Linked DNA regions of Ovis aries: region 2 is linked to region 1. Evidence: chromatin contacts called from public Hi-C data. All regions are on one chromosome and are shown on one strand. The core of a region is the stretch at or near the end of the contact, and the rest is flanking DNA. Distances in the headings are between cores, read along the strand shown.

What was found. Hi-C and Micro-C count contacts between places; a contact is called where the count stands out from the background.
Region 2: a Hi-C map of hypothalamus shows a contact between it and region 1, with 2.2 times the contacts expected there. The contact joins the promoter of DUS2 here to the promoter of TSNAXIP1 in region 1. A contact is called at or near these places in 3 of 16 Hi-C or Micro-C datasets (hypothalamus, muscle and tail adipose tissue).

The regions. Positions count from the first base shown.
Region 1 is chr14:34,881,683-34,888,708 of ARS-UI_Ramb_v3.0, forward strand. TSNAXIP1 (translin associated factor X interacting protein 1) reads left to right here and starts at 3,185. Exons shown (of 12, transcript XM_060398381.1): 1 at 3,185-3,481; 2 at 4,919-5,021. The coding sequence starts at 3,435. RANBP10 (RAN binding protein 10) reads right to left here and starts at 2,827. Exons shown (of 14, transcript XM_012189974.5): 1 at 2,565-2,827; 2 at 1,685-1,796. The coding sequence starts at 2,799. It also overlaps a transcript of CENPT not described here.
Region 2 is chr14:35,039,858-35,046,883 of ARS-UI_Ramb_v3.0, forward strand. DUS2 (dihydrouridine synthase 2) reads left to right here and starts at 2,433. Exons shown (of 17, transcript XM_042231828.2): 1 at 2,433-2,478; 2 at 4,481-4,557; 3 at 6,553-6,680. The coding sequence starts at 6,555. DDX28 (DEAD-box helicase 28) reads right to left here and starts at 2,408. Exons shown (of 1, transcript XM_027978106.2): 1 at 572-2,408. The coding sequence starts at 2,396. The coding sequence ends at 759.

The DNA.
Region 1 (7,026 bases), core at 1,935-4,434:
TACTGGAGTGGGTAGCCTTTCCCTTCTCCAGGGGATCTTCCCAACCCAGGGATTGAACCCAGGTCTTCTGCATCGCAGGCAGATTCTCTACCAGCTGAGCCATGAGGGGAGCCCAAGAATACTGCAGTGGGGAGCCTATCCTTTCTGCAGTGGACCTTCCCGACCCAGGAATCGAACCGAGGTCTCTAAAAGGAACCGACAGGGACTTCCCTGGTGGTCCAGTGACAAAGATTCCACACTCCAATGCAGGTGGACCTGCGTTTGATCCCGGGTTGGGGGCTAAGGTCCCACATGCCACAAGCAAGACCTGGCACAGCCAAATAAACAAATATATTTTAAAATAAATAAATAAAGAGCTCTGATAATATAAACTTCCTATCTGTAAATTCACTACATGGGGATAAAAGTAAAAGATGTAATAGCTTGCCATGGTCAGAATTTCAGAATCACAGAATTCTGGGATTAAAGGTAGCTCAGATGCTGGCCTAGCTCCCCAGAGGACAGACAAGCAGATGGAAGCCCCATTACTACCCACAACCACAGAGCCATCCCAGGCAGGGACAACTTCACCAAGGAAGCAGACACAGCTCCAATTCCGGCAGTCCTGCCCCTAGCAAAGCCCCCTGGCCATGCATTTTACAAGTACCACAAGGGGGACTGTCCCTTCAGAAAGGAAGTACTCTGAATGCTCAAGAACACACATTCAGGGTAGGAACAAAGGTCGCTGGTGGGGCTGGCAAACCACCCAAACCAGACCTAAGGTTTGATGAGGAAAATCTTTCCAAGGCAGCTAAAATCATTGTATTTTATAACTTAAACACCTGCTTTGTGATAATCACCAGAAAAAAAGAGGCAAACTAGGAGAAGAAAAGGAAGAGAAATGAAAAATTTCCCCTCTGATTTCCTATATCTGCTTAGATCACCCTAAACTAGGGAGCCTCCCCAATGCTGACTTTAATGAGGACCTTCCTAAAGCTGGTCCAACTGGTGTTCAAGTCACTGGACTGAAAAACAAGTTTATGAGTAGCAAGGTCACCTGATTCTGACCATGTCCATGCTGTTTACCCTAAGATGACAGGCCAGTGGTTGCCACAGCTTTGATGAATGCTGCAAAGACTCTACTATCTCTTTGAAGTCCCCAGGGGCCTCTACATGACTAAATGCCATAAAAAGGAACCTTGAATACGGGAACAGTGTGAAAGGAGGGAAGTAACAAACACCACATAACAGTGGAGGAACTTCATTCCGGACGCTGAACTGTTAATGTAAACTTGTTACTTGTTTCCCTGACTTGTGAGGGAAACAGTCATTACATCATCACCAAAGAGAAGCCCCTCTTCTACAAAATGTACCTGCTGCTGCTGCTGCTGCTAAGCCACTTCAGTCGTGTCCGACTCTGTACGACCCCAGAGACGGCAGCCCACCAGGCTACCCCGTCCCTGGGATTCTCCAGGCAAGAACACTGGAGTGGGTTGCCATTGCCTTCTCTGACAAAATGTACCTACTTGCCATCAAAAGCTACTGCTTAGACCAGGTCATGACCACAGTCGGGTAACAGGCACCCACTACTCAACCCTTTGCAGCTCAGCAGCTCATACAGGCACAAGTGTCAACCAGGAGACCTCAAACTCTGACCACAGGGAACAGCTCAGTGTTGGGGGCAAGGTGGTCAGGAGGGGCTTACCCATCTCTTCCTTTGCTGACAATCTTCACCTCAAAGTAATAAATGCCACAGGCAGCAGGTATGGGGTGGGTGGCACGCACTGACGCCGCATCTTTGTGATTTTTGCCATGACCTAGTAGAAGAGGACAAGGAAGAAATTTCAGCAGAGGGACATACAAATGGAAGCCTCATTCCTCTCTGCTCCATGGCAACTTTACCCCTTCATGGCCAGAGGAAGCCCTTGCACAGTCCAAGAAATAATTAGACAACAACTAAGCAAATACATAAACCTCCCACCTTTGGTTCACCTCCTCCTAAGCACAGCAGCCCGGCCTGGGACTCTGTCCACCACAGAAACCACAGGAGGGTACATGCAATGTGGGTGCCTACATGAGAGACTTCCTCAGGATACACGCAGCCCACTCCGAAGAATAGGGGACAGAGAGGCAGCCCTGGAAGATGCCCCTACGATTTGGGGCAGAACCTCAGGCCCTGTCTGGGATGTCTGGCAGGTGAGGAAGCTCATGGACCTCTGGTTGACGGAGGGGATGTGACCACCCTTTTCTTCAGGCACTTTTGAAACTCAGCAGCGGTAAAGGGCTCAGCTAGAGTCCCTAGAGCTACCTCAGGACAAGCAGGAGGACCCTGGGAAGAAGGTCCAGCCCAGAACTGGTTCGGACACCTGTTGCGGTTCTCCTGACACCGGGTGTCTCAGGGCAGAGCAGACAAGGCAGTCAATCACTGGCCTGGTCAGCTCCACCACCCTAGACACCCTACAGGAGCTAAGGCCCAACCCGGAGCACCCGAGCTGGGGAAGGGACATGATGGAGCACCGGCTGGGCAGCACAGCTACCCCGAAGACACTCTGGTCTTTTCCTCCCCTCGGCCAGAAGGCCGATACCTTTATAGTGGACGCGGAGGTTGCCCTGGGAGAGGCCGATGTAGTTGTACTTGTCCTTGGGGCTCCAGGAGCGCGGCAGCGGCGTCTCGTGCTGGTTGACAGCGGGATACAGGCGCTGCAAGCGCCGGCTCAGTTCCTGCTCTCCTGGGGACGGCAGCCCGCACCCAGTGGCCCCGCCGGAGGACTCTCCAACCTGAGGGCTCCCAGCTCCCGGGTCCGCCGTCGCCGCCGCCATCTTGGAGGGAGCTGCTATTGTGTCACTGGGGGCGGGGAAGAGCAGGACCAGATCCGCCCCGCTCAGCCAATGACCAGAGAGCCGACCAGGGCCGCAGGGAAACCGAGTCCCAGTCCTGCAACTCGCTTTGGACCCTGCCACGCCTCGCCACATTTTGGACTCCACTTCCCATAATGCAGAGTTCTCCAGGGGCGGACCAGCTCAGGCTGGTGGGGATTTCTGGGAGATGTAGTACAAACCTGCTCAGCCATAAGCCTGCTCAGCTAAGACATTGAGATACCGAAAACTACAATTCCCGCTGGCAACGCTGCTCCGGCCTCTCAGTTCACCTCCCTCCCCCGTGGCCTCTGTTTATGCCCCAGCCTCAGCTCTGGTCGCTAGGGTCATATCCGCTGTAATGACTGACTCTGAGGAGACCCTCAGTCCCTATTCCCCGTCCGAGTATACCTTCGCTGCTTGGCTTTCCTCCCGGCGCGCGGGAGCCGGATTCGGGGGCGTGACACAATCCTGATCCCGCCCCCGCCGATGGGCTGCTGGGATCTGGTCGCCATGGTGACGGACTGTACACTAGCACAGCTTCCCAGGCCGCGGGTGCGGGCTGCCCGGGTGCCCGACTGCCCGGCTGCCCTAGCGTCATGGACTCTCAGAACTCGCAAACCCTCAACTTCCCCACCACGTCGAGGTAGGCGCTTGGCGGTGTGAGGCCGGAGAGGAGGCTTTGAGTACTTCCAGAAAGAGAAAGGGTACCTGCTTCAGACCTCTGCACCTCCTGCCTTTTTCTATTGGTCTGGGCCTCCAGCCCCACAGGAACAGTGGTACAGAAACAATCTCAGATGATTTGTCAGCCCAGGAAGGTGGTTACATTCTAGTAAAAGGGGAAAGTGAAAGTGCAAGTCACTCAGTCGTGTCCGACTCTTTGCTACCCCATGGACTATACAGGCCAGAATACTGGAGTGGGTAGCCTTTCCCTTCTCCAGGGAATCTTCCCAACCCAGGGATCCAACCCAGGTCTCCCGCATTGCAGGCGGATTCTTTACCAGCTGAGCCACAGGGGAAGCCCAGTAAAAGGGGAGGCGCACTTTATCATTAGTAACAGCCAGCTTTTTCCTGTTGAGCGTGCATTAAGTGCCAAGTGCTCCATACACCATATTTAACCCTCACAGCAACTCTATGAGGTGGTAATATCACCATTTTACAAACAAAGAAATAGAAGTCTGAAGAGATCACGTGTTTTACACATGTTTATAAGTCATGGAGCTGGTATTTGATCTCAGCCATGGGAGTCTCTAGATTTGAGCTCTTAGCCACAGGATAAACAGCCTCTTTACCCACTGGCTGAAGATAAAAAAGCATCTGTAAGCAGCCCAAGAACATCCTGTAGCCTTAAGGTAGCTCCTGCCTGTATTCACAGGTGCAGCATCTGGACACTCCAAATATGATGATAACAAGCTCCTATAGCCAGAAAAGCCACAGCCAAATAAATATTTTTTTAAAAATTAAAAAATAAAACACTAGAACTCCTCAGAGGATTATGTGTTTAAAAAAAAAAAAAAAGAATTCTCTCCATCTCCTTGTAAGGAAACTGGGCTGAGTGAAGTTAAATTACATGCCCAAGAGGATTCCTGTTAGAAGATAGATGTCAGCCTCTGGGTCCTATCAACTAGTAAGTAGAAAGTAGTAAATACAAGCTCAAGACTCTCACCCTGACTCTTGACTCCAGACTCTGTACTTCTTGTCCTATAGCACCTGCCTTTGGTATCACACCCCTAGAATGTGCTGGTAATGTACATACAATGGTCATTAGAGCCACAGATGAATGCTGAAGGAAGTGTAGGCCTGCATGGTTTTATGGGTTCCTGGCAAGGGGTGTTATACCACTGCAGAATATATGAGATTCCAGTGATGAGGAGAATGTTTCTGGGAATGTGGGAAAATACTTTGAGCCCAGAATTGGGAGCTTGTTGACAGCACCTTTGGGAATCTGGTGGCAGCACTGGGAAGACCCAGAACCTGGCTTGGAGGAGAGAGGAGCCCATGTCTTGTGGTTCTGGGAAGGGTGGAAGTGCACTCCCCACTCAAGGCTCTGTCACCCACCCTTTCTTTCTCCTTCTCTGTGCAGAGCACACCTGCGGCCTTTAGGAGTGTCCATAGATGATTCCCTCTTCACAGAAACCAAGAATACCCAGAAACGCAAGCTTTCTCAGAAACGGAAGACACTGCTGGTTAGTGGCAATGTCCTGTGGGATCTCCAAATTTTGATCCCCAGTCAGGGGTGTGTCAGAGGCCAGGCCCACCAGCCTCTGAGGTGGGAGCATGCACACTTGCCACACCTCACCTGAAAAACCTTCCCAGACCAGCCCTTGCCCACAGATAACCTTCTCTTGCAACACAGCATTCTGGAGTGGACCTCATTTCTTCATCCAGCCTACCATGTGCCAGGCATTGTGCTTGGTGCTGGGACGGTCCCACCAGATCTGTCAGGGTCTTTTAGAACTATGACTGTATCTTTTTTGTCTTTACAGCCCTAGTGCCTGATGTAGTACTTGAGTGGCTGCTACAATGTGTGCCATAACTGCTGTGAGTAGGTGTGTGAAGGCAGTAGCAAAGGATGTTCATCCACTGTGTTGCTGGCTCTGCACTGGAAGTAGGGACTCTATCAGTCTCAGGACAGTCTCTCCTTCCATTCCTGTTCTTTGACGTTTTTGTATAAAAATGAATGCTGGGGAACTCCCTGGCAGTCCAGTGGTTAGGACTCTACACTTTCACTGCAGTGGGGAATGAGTACCATCGCTGATTCTCCCCACAAATTTTAAAAAATGCTATGTTATTAAGATTTAGGAGTTTTGTTGATATGATCGTAAGATTGTTATTACTATTTAATCAGCAAACAGCCATTGTCCAAAAACCACAGGTAAAAAAACACATCTGAGCAAACTTGTAAGTCCAGCTCACCATGGATAATTGTGGGCTGTGGTAGTTTTCCACTACACACTTAGGTGAGTGTGTCTTATGTAGAAGATGGGAACGTGAGCTGTAGGTACCCTTTGTGAGGCTGGGGACTTCAAACATCAAAAACCTGATATCAGGGCGAGAAAGGGTACTGTGGACTCTAAGCGGAGACCAAGCGCAGCCACATTACCGCATGATCCGGATTACTTGGGACTCCCTGCCCCTCCAGCTGCCACCTACTCAGTGGGAGTGAGACCAGGCTCTCACTCCCTTTATTTTGCTCGTCGACAGTGATACCGTACTCAACCACCAGGGGGCGCTGCATTCTCCTGCAGTCCCTCCGACCCCCGGGCCGCCCTTCCCATTTTCACCCGCAGGGGGAAGCAGAGAGCACAGCTCACGGGAACACCGCCTTCCAGCCACCCGCTCACCAGCTGTTTGATAACCAGACCAAAAAAGCAGCGTATGCCGGAAACCAAAATAGGGTAACCCCGTCTTCTCTTGACAGAAACGGCAGACAGCACTGGAAATCTGGCCTCTTTTATTTTTTAAGTTACCCAAAATAAGCTAAATTAAGCTTTATTTCTATGACTAAACTGGTTTTGTCTTCTCAGGGAATTTTCAAGGCTGGTCCCCCTTTGTTACTGTTCTTATATTTTCTGTTCTTCTTTGTTGAAGTATGGTTACTCTACAATGTGTTAGTTTCAAGTGTACAGAAAAGTGATCCCATTATACATATATTCTTTTTCAGGATTTTTTCCATTATAGGTGATTATTACAATTATATAGTAATTATTAAATTATAGGTTATATTGAGTATATTTCCCTGTGCTATACAGTAGGTCCTGTTGTTTACCAATTTTATGTATAGTAGTATATATATGTTAATCCTCAAATCCTAATTTATCTCTCCCATGCCCATTCTGCTATCCCCTTTGGTAACTGTAAGTTTGTTTTCTGTGTCTGTGAGTCTTTGTTTTGTAAATAAGTTAACTTGTATAATTATTTTAGATTCCACATGTAACTGATATTATATTTATCTTTCTCTGACTCGCTTCATTAATATGATACTCTCTAGGTCCATCCACATTGCTGCAAATGGCATTATTTCATTCTTTTTTATGGCTGAGTAGTATTCCACTATTGGAGAAGGAAATGGCAACCCACTCCAGTGTTCTTGCCTGGAGAGTCCCACGGATGGCGGAGCCGGGTGGGCTGCCGTCTGTGGGGTCGCACAGAGTCAGACACGACTGAAGCAATTTAGCAGCAGCAGCAGCA
Region 2 (7,026 bases), core at 1,183-3,682, 160 kb after region 1:
CCTCTGCAGCCAAGAGATGGGAAAGAAGGCAGAGGCTGGAAATGCACACTAAGGAATACTTCTGTGTCAGTCTGCCTTTTATTCTTCTGCCACTGCTTCCCAGAGAGATTTCACTAAGACAGCCTAAGCTTGCCATGGCCATTGTTCATAAAGAAAATTTCTCTATTGCTAGTCACATCCCCTTTTCCTTTTCCTGAGGGCTTAATGGATTTTTTTTTTTTTTTTAAATTTGCCTGTGTAAGGTCTTAGCTGTGGCCACAGGGTAAGGCTGGGATTTAGCTGCCCTGTCCCACAGCATATGGCATCTTAGTTCCCCAACCAGGGTTCAAACCCTGGGGATGTGGTTCAAACCCACATCCCCTGCATTAGGAGGCAGATTGTTAACCACTGGACCACCAGGGAATGGATGGTTTTTGGGGCAGGAAATATAAAGTCGAAACAAAAACATCAACTGAAGGAGCCTTTGTCCTAGGTGCAGTAGTTTGGAGTGTGAATTTTCTCAGAATCCAGTGAATTGTGCCCCAGGTGGAAACTACAGAAACATCACTTACTGTTAGAAATCATGACATGATACAAAGCCAAAATCAACTTTATTCTTCGTGTGAAAGACTACAGAGAGCCACGTTCAGTAGTTCACCCTCCAGTGTTGACCAGCAGCTGGGGCCTTTAGAAGGTGACTAAGCAGCCCAGAGCATCCTGCTGACAAGTGTGCTCACCCATCCAGCACACAGGGAAAGACCCCTGTTATGGCATCATATTTAAGCCTGCTGCAGTAAGGTTTCCTGGTGCAAAGGCTCACTTACGGAGGACGCTAGACCTGGTAGGCTTCTCCTCCTGCGAGCTGCCAGCTCAATCTTCTGAACCAGGCTCACATCCCAGGGATGGGTCACAAAGCTGATGACTGTTCCTGGCACCTCACTCCCCACACGGCCCACCCTCCCTGCTCTGTGGATGTAATCCTGCAGGGTGAGAGGGAAATCATAATTGATGACGATTTCCACCTGGGTGCTGTCCAGGCCCCGAGAGGCGATGTCTGTGCAGAGAAGTATGTCTCGGGAGCCCTTCTGGAAGGACTGGAAGATACCTGCCCTCATGGAGGCTGGCATTTGTCCCTGCAGTCTTAAGTGTTGGATTTTGTGGTCATCCAGAATATATCCCAGCCAGTTCACAGTGCTGGAGCTGTTACAGAACACGAGAACAGTTCCTGTGGAGCCAGTCCTATGTGCTCTGTCATGCTGCTTGAGGATCTGCACCAACTCAGTCACCTTCTCTGCTCCTTTCAGCCTCAAGAACGTCTGTTTGACATGAGGCATGATGCAGTGGAGCTTGGAACTGGTAATGGTGGTTAAAGAGTCTAAGCTGGCAACTTTACTCAGCAGCTGGCCTACACCGTCGGGAAATGTGGCCCCCACCAGCACTAACTGAGCTTTGGGATTGAAAGGGTCTTTTAAGTCAGCGGGGCCTTCTGCTATGTGACTCTTCTCCAATATGTAATCCACTAGTTCCAGGAAACTTTCATCCAACAATGTATCTACCTCATCCAACACCAAGAAAGAGAGGCGCGCCAGGCTGATCAGTTGACCTTTCAGGGCCTTCCACAGAGCCCCCGGAGTGGCCACCAGTACATCTGCTGGAGGATGTTTGGACAGTTGCAGCCTGATCCTACTCATGCCATGGCCTCCCTCTAACTCCTGCACCCGGAGGCCTAAGGAGCTGCCCAAGGGCCGGGCCACGGCCCGCACCTGTTCAGCTAATTCTCGAGAAGGCACAAGGACCAGGGCTCGAGGAGCAGGGATACGACTGGCGTCCAGGCTTGGCTGGCCCAAGAGCCGTTGAAGCAGAGGTAGCATGTAGCCGAGAGTCTTGCCACTGCCGGTTTCCGCGGCGCAGAGGATGTGGCGGCCGCGAAGTAATGGGGGAATGGTACTCGACTGCACGGTTGTGGGCCGAACGACTTCGGGAGCAGCTTCTTGGAGTGCGCTCAGCACACGGGGCTCCAGACCCAGATCGGCGAAGCTGCCCTTGGACGAGAGGTTCCGCAGCGCTGGGGCCTCATGCTGAGCGCGCTCAATGGAGAAATAGTCCTGGCGAGCGCGCCGATGCTTCCAGCCTCGCGAAACGAGTGGCGCAGCCTGCCAACGGCCCAGCGTTTGGCGTGCGGGCTGGTTCAACTCCGGTCGTCGGGCCGAGATCAGCAGCGGGCCAGGTCGCACCAACACCGGCCGCAGGGGGCTCCGCTGCCCGCTCTGCCGCTGTTCCTGCCGCCTCTGTAGAGCCCGCGGGATGCGCACCACGGGCAGGGGCTCATCGGGACCGCGGACTGTCAGGTCCCGTCGAGGCGCCAGAAGCAACCGAGGCACGAGCGACAACAGCCGTAGCTGCAGTGCTAGAGCCATAGTCCCCTTGGTGCGGAAGAGGCGCACAACAATGACGTCATGCGCGCGCCAAGTCCTCGCGGACGGTGGCCGGCGCGGCTCAGTAAGGCATGAGGAATTGGCGAACTGGGTGGAAGGAGGGAGGATCTGTAGAGTTCAGCAGCGGCGAGGTCTGTAGGTCCAAACCGGGTGGTGACGTCCAGGCCCCGGCTAACCTTGGGGAAGGGTGCGCGATGAAGGCAGGATCGGGGTCCGGCGACAGGCGGCGATGGGGCCCTGGCATTAGGAATCAGGAGGGCTGAGGGCTTCTGGCGATCCGATGTCGGATCCCTACAATTCTCCTTTGTCGCCCTCACAGCTCCTGTAATGGCATGTCCAGTTCTGATCGCCCCGTGTAAACTGTGAGGGTGCGGCGGTGTTTTCACAGATATGCTCCCCTTGTAAGGTCTTCTAATATAAATATTTATTGAGAATCTGAGTGAATGGTCAGGCCTGGGGGCCGAGACCAGGGGTAGATCTAGGCTCAGCGTTCCCCCACCGCCCAGAGAGGTGAGGGCCCAGAGAGCAAGCCGATGGACTTCAGCATATCATCTCTTCACTCAAGAGAACTCATCTCTTCGGACCTTTTCCGCTTGCTTTTCAGCTGAGATTCATTCTTCCTTCTCTTGTTACCCTTTCCAACTTCTCATCCTGAAGCTCACCTAGCTCCTCCGGCTTTCAGGTTGGATGCCTAAATTACTTGAATAGTAGTGGGAGGGTCCTGCTACAGGTATATGACTTGTCTCACAAAGTCATGATCAGGCAGAATATTTTACCTAAATTCAGTTCAGGTTGCGAAAAAACCTTACACAATTGGTACTTCCTGAACGGATATAGAAAATGGGCATCAGATCATTTCTGTAATCTCTAGTGCCTGGGGTAGGGGATAAGGTAAATATGGGTTAACTACTTGGAAGAGCCTTAACATTGGAAGAAAGAGGTTTTGGGGTTTTTTGTTGGCCACTGCTGCACAGCCTTTGGTGCTGCCTGGAGTGCAAGTATGGAATCTTAACCACTGGACCACCAGGGAAGTCCCTGGAGAAAAGTTTAACTTTCATTACATACTGTTATAAAGATAAATACTATTATATTTCAAATAGTGCTTTGATACACGATAGGCTTTTCTGGAGAGTTATCTGTTAAACTAGAGGAAGAGAGAGTAATGACAGGTAATCAGAGTTACTGGATGGAGTGGTGGCTCTTGAGTGAAAGTGACTTTTGCCCCCACCCTTCCTGGAGGACACTTGACAATGGCTGGAGACATCTTTATTTGTCACATCTGGGGATGTGCTACAGGCTTCTAGTGGGTAGAGACCAGGATATTACTAAATATGGCACAATGCACAGGACAGCCACCCGCCCCCCCCCCCCGCCCCCGCCAAAAAAGAATGATCTGGCCCAAAATATCAACAGTGTGCTGTTGAGAACCTTGGATAGAGGATGGGGACTGAAGAGAGGCTGGGGTTGCTGCATGTACTCTTGCTTCAGGGAGCTACATTTGCCAGGTTCTCGTGTGGCCCAGCCCCTTCCCCAGAATCTGTACCGGGCATATTGATGCCATTTCTTGTCATGCCCTTGGGATCAAGAAACCTTGGGGGGCCCCTGAAAGCCATAAGCACAGAAAGGGGCGATTTAAGGAGGGTGATGTGGGAGAAGAGAATTTCGGGAAGAATAAAATTGTCCTCATGTGTTTGGGGACTGTGTCAGACGGAAAAGAGATGAGGTGTGCCTTGGGATGAACCATTCCAGAAGGCAGACTGGGACTGATGACGGAGTCAGATTCCAAATTTGACATAAAGACTACTGTAGCAACCAGAAATGCCCAGATCTGTCTGGAGAGTGCTGGATTTTCTGTCACTGAAAATTTCATGTACAGGTCAATGACCACTGAGTGGTGATATGATAGAGGGGAGTTGATGCAAAGAATATGCTACGATATTGTGATTCTACACTACTTTTATGATTCTTGCCCAGAACTCAGAGCTCCTTGTTCCTTAGCTGAAGGGCTCCTTGGATGTCCGATTTGACAGGTTTCATCCATTTACCTGTGCTACTCTTTTTTTCAGATATAAAACAAAGAATTGTTTTGCACCGAGGCAGAACAGATACATTGAAAGAATTATCAGAAAAGAATAATACATAGGTATGTATTTGCATTTGACTTTCATCCAAATATTTGGGACAGGGTAACTGGTTAGTGGCTGCTTTCTCATGCTCAAACTCTTACAATGTGATTACCTCAAAATGTCATAGGGATTAGAACCTGTCTGAGCCTGTCAGTCTCTTCTCATAGCCCCTAGTTTCTTACTCTTGATTTCTTTTTTTTTGGCTACCCTGCACGGCATGCTGGGTCTTAGTTCCCTGACTGGGAATCAAACCAGTGCCCCATGCAGTTGGAAGAATGGAGTCTTAACCACTGGACCACCGGGGAAGTCCCTTTCTTATAATTTCTTTAGATATTCTGTAAATCCCCTCTTTCCCTCCTGCTCACAGCAGACATTGAGTAACCTCTAGTTGTTATTGAGACGGATATTTTACAAGATGTTTTACAAAGCACTTTATCAGTTCAGTTCAGTTGCTCAGTCGTGTCTGACTCTTTGCGACCCCATGGACTGTGGCACGCCAGACTTCCCTGTCCATCACCAACTCCCGAAGCTTACTCAAACTCATGTCCGTTGAGTCGGTGATGCCATGCAACCATCTCATCCTCTTCTCCTCCTGCCTTCAATCTTTCCTAGCGGCAGGGTCTTTTCCAGTGAGTCAGTTCTTTGCATCAGGTGACCAAAGTATTGGAGTTTCAGCTTCAGCATCAGTCCTTCCAATGAATATTCAGGACTGATTTCCTTTAGGACTGACTGGTTGAATCTCCTTGCAGTCCAAGGGACTCTCAAGAGTCTTCTAGAAATAAGAAAGGTTTACTTATTGTGGAAAAAATGCAAGCTCCTGCGAGTGGTAGCCTCATTAGGTAATGTTTTTCTCAGAGCTGCCATGGAAACTTATGTTGCCTAGTTACTCCCTAAATTTTAAAAGGAATTTTTCCTTGAGTCTCAGGTGATAGTGGTACATTCATTCATTTATTCAAGCAGTAAATATTTTCTGAGCACCATGTATGTGCCAGGTACTTTTCATGTGAATAAAACAGGCAAAATTCCTGCCCTAGTGAGCTTCATAGTCTGATTTAATTGACTTGAGGGCAGGCCTGGACACTGGTATTTTTTTAACTGTTTATTTTATATTGGGGTATAGCTATTTAACAATGTTATAATAGTTTCAGATGAACAGTAAAGGGACTCAGCCATATATATATGTATCCATTCTCCCCGAAACTCCCTTCCCATCCAGGCTGCCACATAACATTGAGCAGAGTTCCCTGTGCTAGACGGTAGGTGCTTATTGGTTATCCTTTTTAAAGATTTCGGGTTTTTTTTCGCTTGTTTTACTCCTGTTGAGTTTACCTTCAAAGGTTATTTAGAATATGATGACTTCTCACCACCTCCACAACTCTCTCCCCATCCTGAGCCACCATCATCTCTCATGTCAGTGACTGAAGAGTCTAACTGGTCTCCCTGTGTCTACCATAGCTTTTCATGCAGCAGTCACTGTGATCATGGGGAAATGTGATCCGTCATGCCACTCCTCTTCTTGAAACTCTTGCTGGCTCATATCGTGAGGAGCTAATAAAGCCCATAGGGCATCCTACAAGGCCATTTGGGATCTCACCATTGTGTCCTATCTGCTTAGGACATCCATCCTGTATCTGACGTCCATTACCCTTCTTCTTTCTGTGCTCAACTATGTCAGCCTTTGTACTAGTCTAACACATCAGACTTGCTCCTGCCCCAGGGCCTTTGCACTGACTGTTTCCTCTGCTGTGCACTCTTCATTCCCCACCAGCATGAAAGCTCTAGCAGAATAGGAATCTTTGTTTTCTTCTCAGGTATCCACAAAGACTAGGACAGTGACTGGCACGGACCACACACTTAATAAATATTTGTTGGATGTGTGAACGAGCTTGCATTGTTTTTATGATCAGAGAAAAGGAAAACAAAGTACTACATGTTGGGAGGAAAAGGAAAGCCTGCTCTGGGTAACAGAAGAGATTTTTCTCCATTTGAATTTCTGACTCTTCTTTCTTCAGGAATGATTGTGAACAACCTCTCTCTGTGCTACCACAACAAACTCATCTTAGCCCCTATGGTTCGGGTGGGGACTCTCCCAATGCGGCTTCTGGCCCTGGACTATGGAGCGGACATTGTGTACTGTGAGGTAAGGGGCTCCTAATCCTCCCGGACAGAGAGCTTTTCCACAAGTGCAGCCTCCTCACCTGTGGGTGGGTGTGTTCAGAAGCTAGAGGAGGCAGAATGGGCCCTCCCTTCACAGGTGCTCACTGAAAGCATCAGAAGACCAAAACACAGGAGTTTTGTGAGCCCTGCCAAGGATCAGGAGCCTGGGCTGCAGGGAGGCATTGTGGGACACCTGGGCCAGGTGGATAGATGAACATCGTGTCAGGTCACTGCTGTGGCTCCTGTAGGAGTTAATACACATTCATTACGTGAATGAGGAAGCTCAGTTTCAGAGTGAGAAGGGAAAGGACCAGATTCAGGCTAGAGAA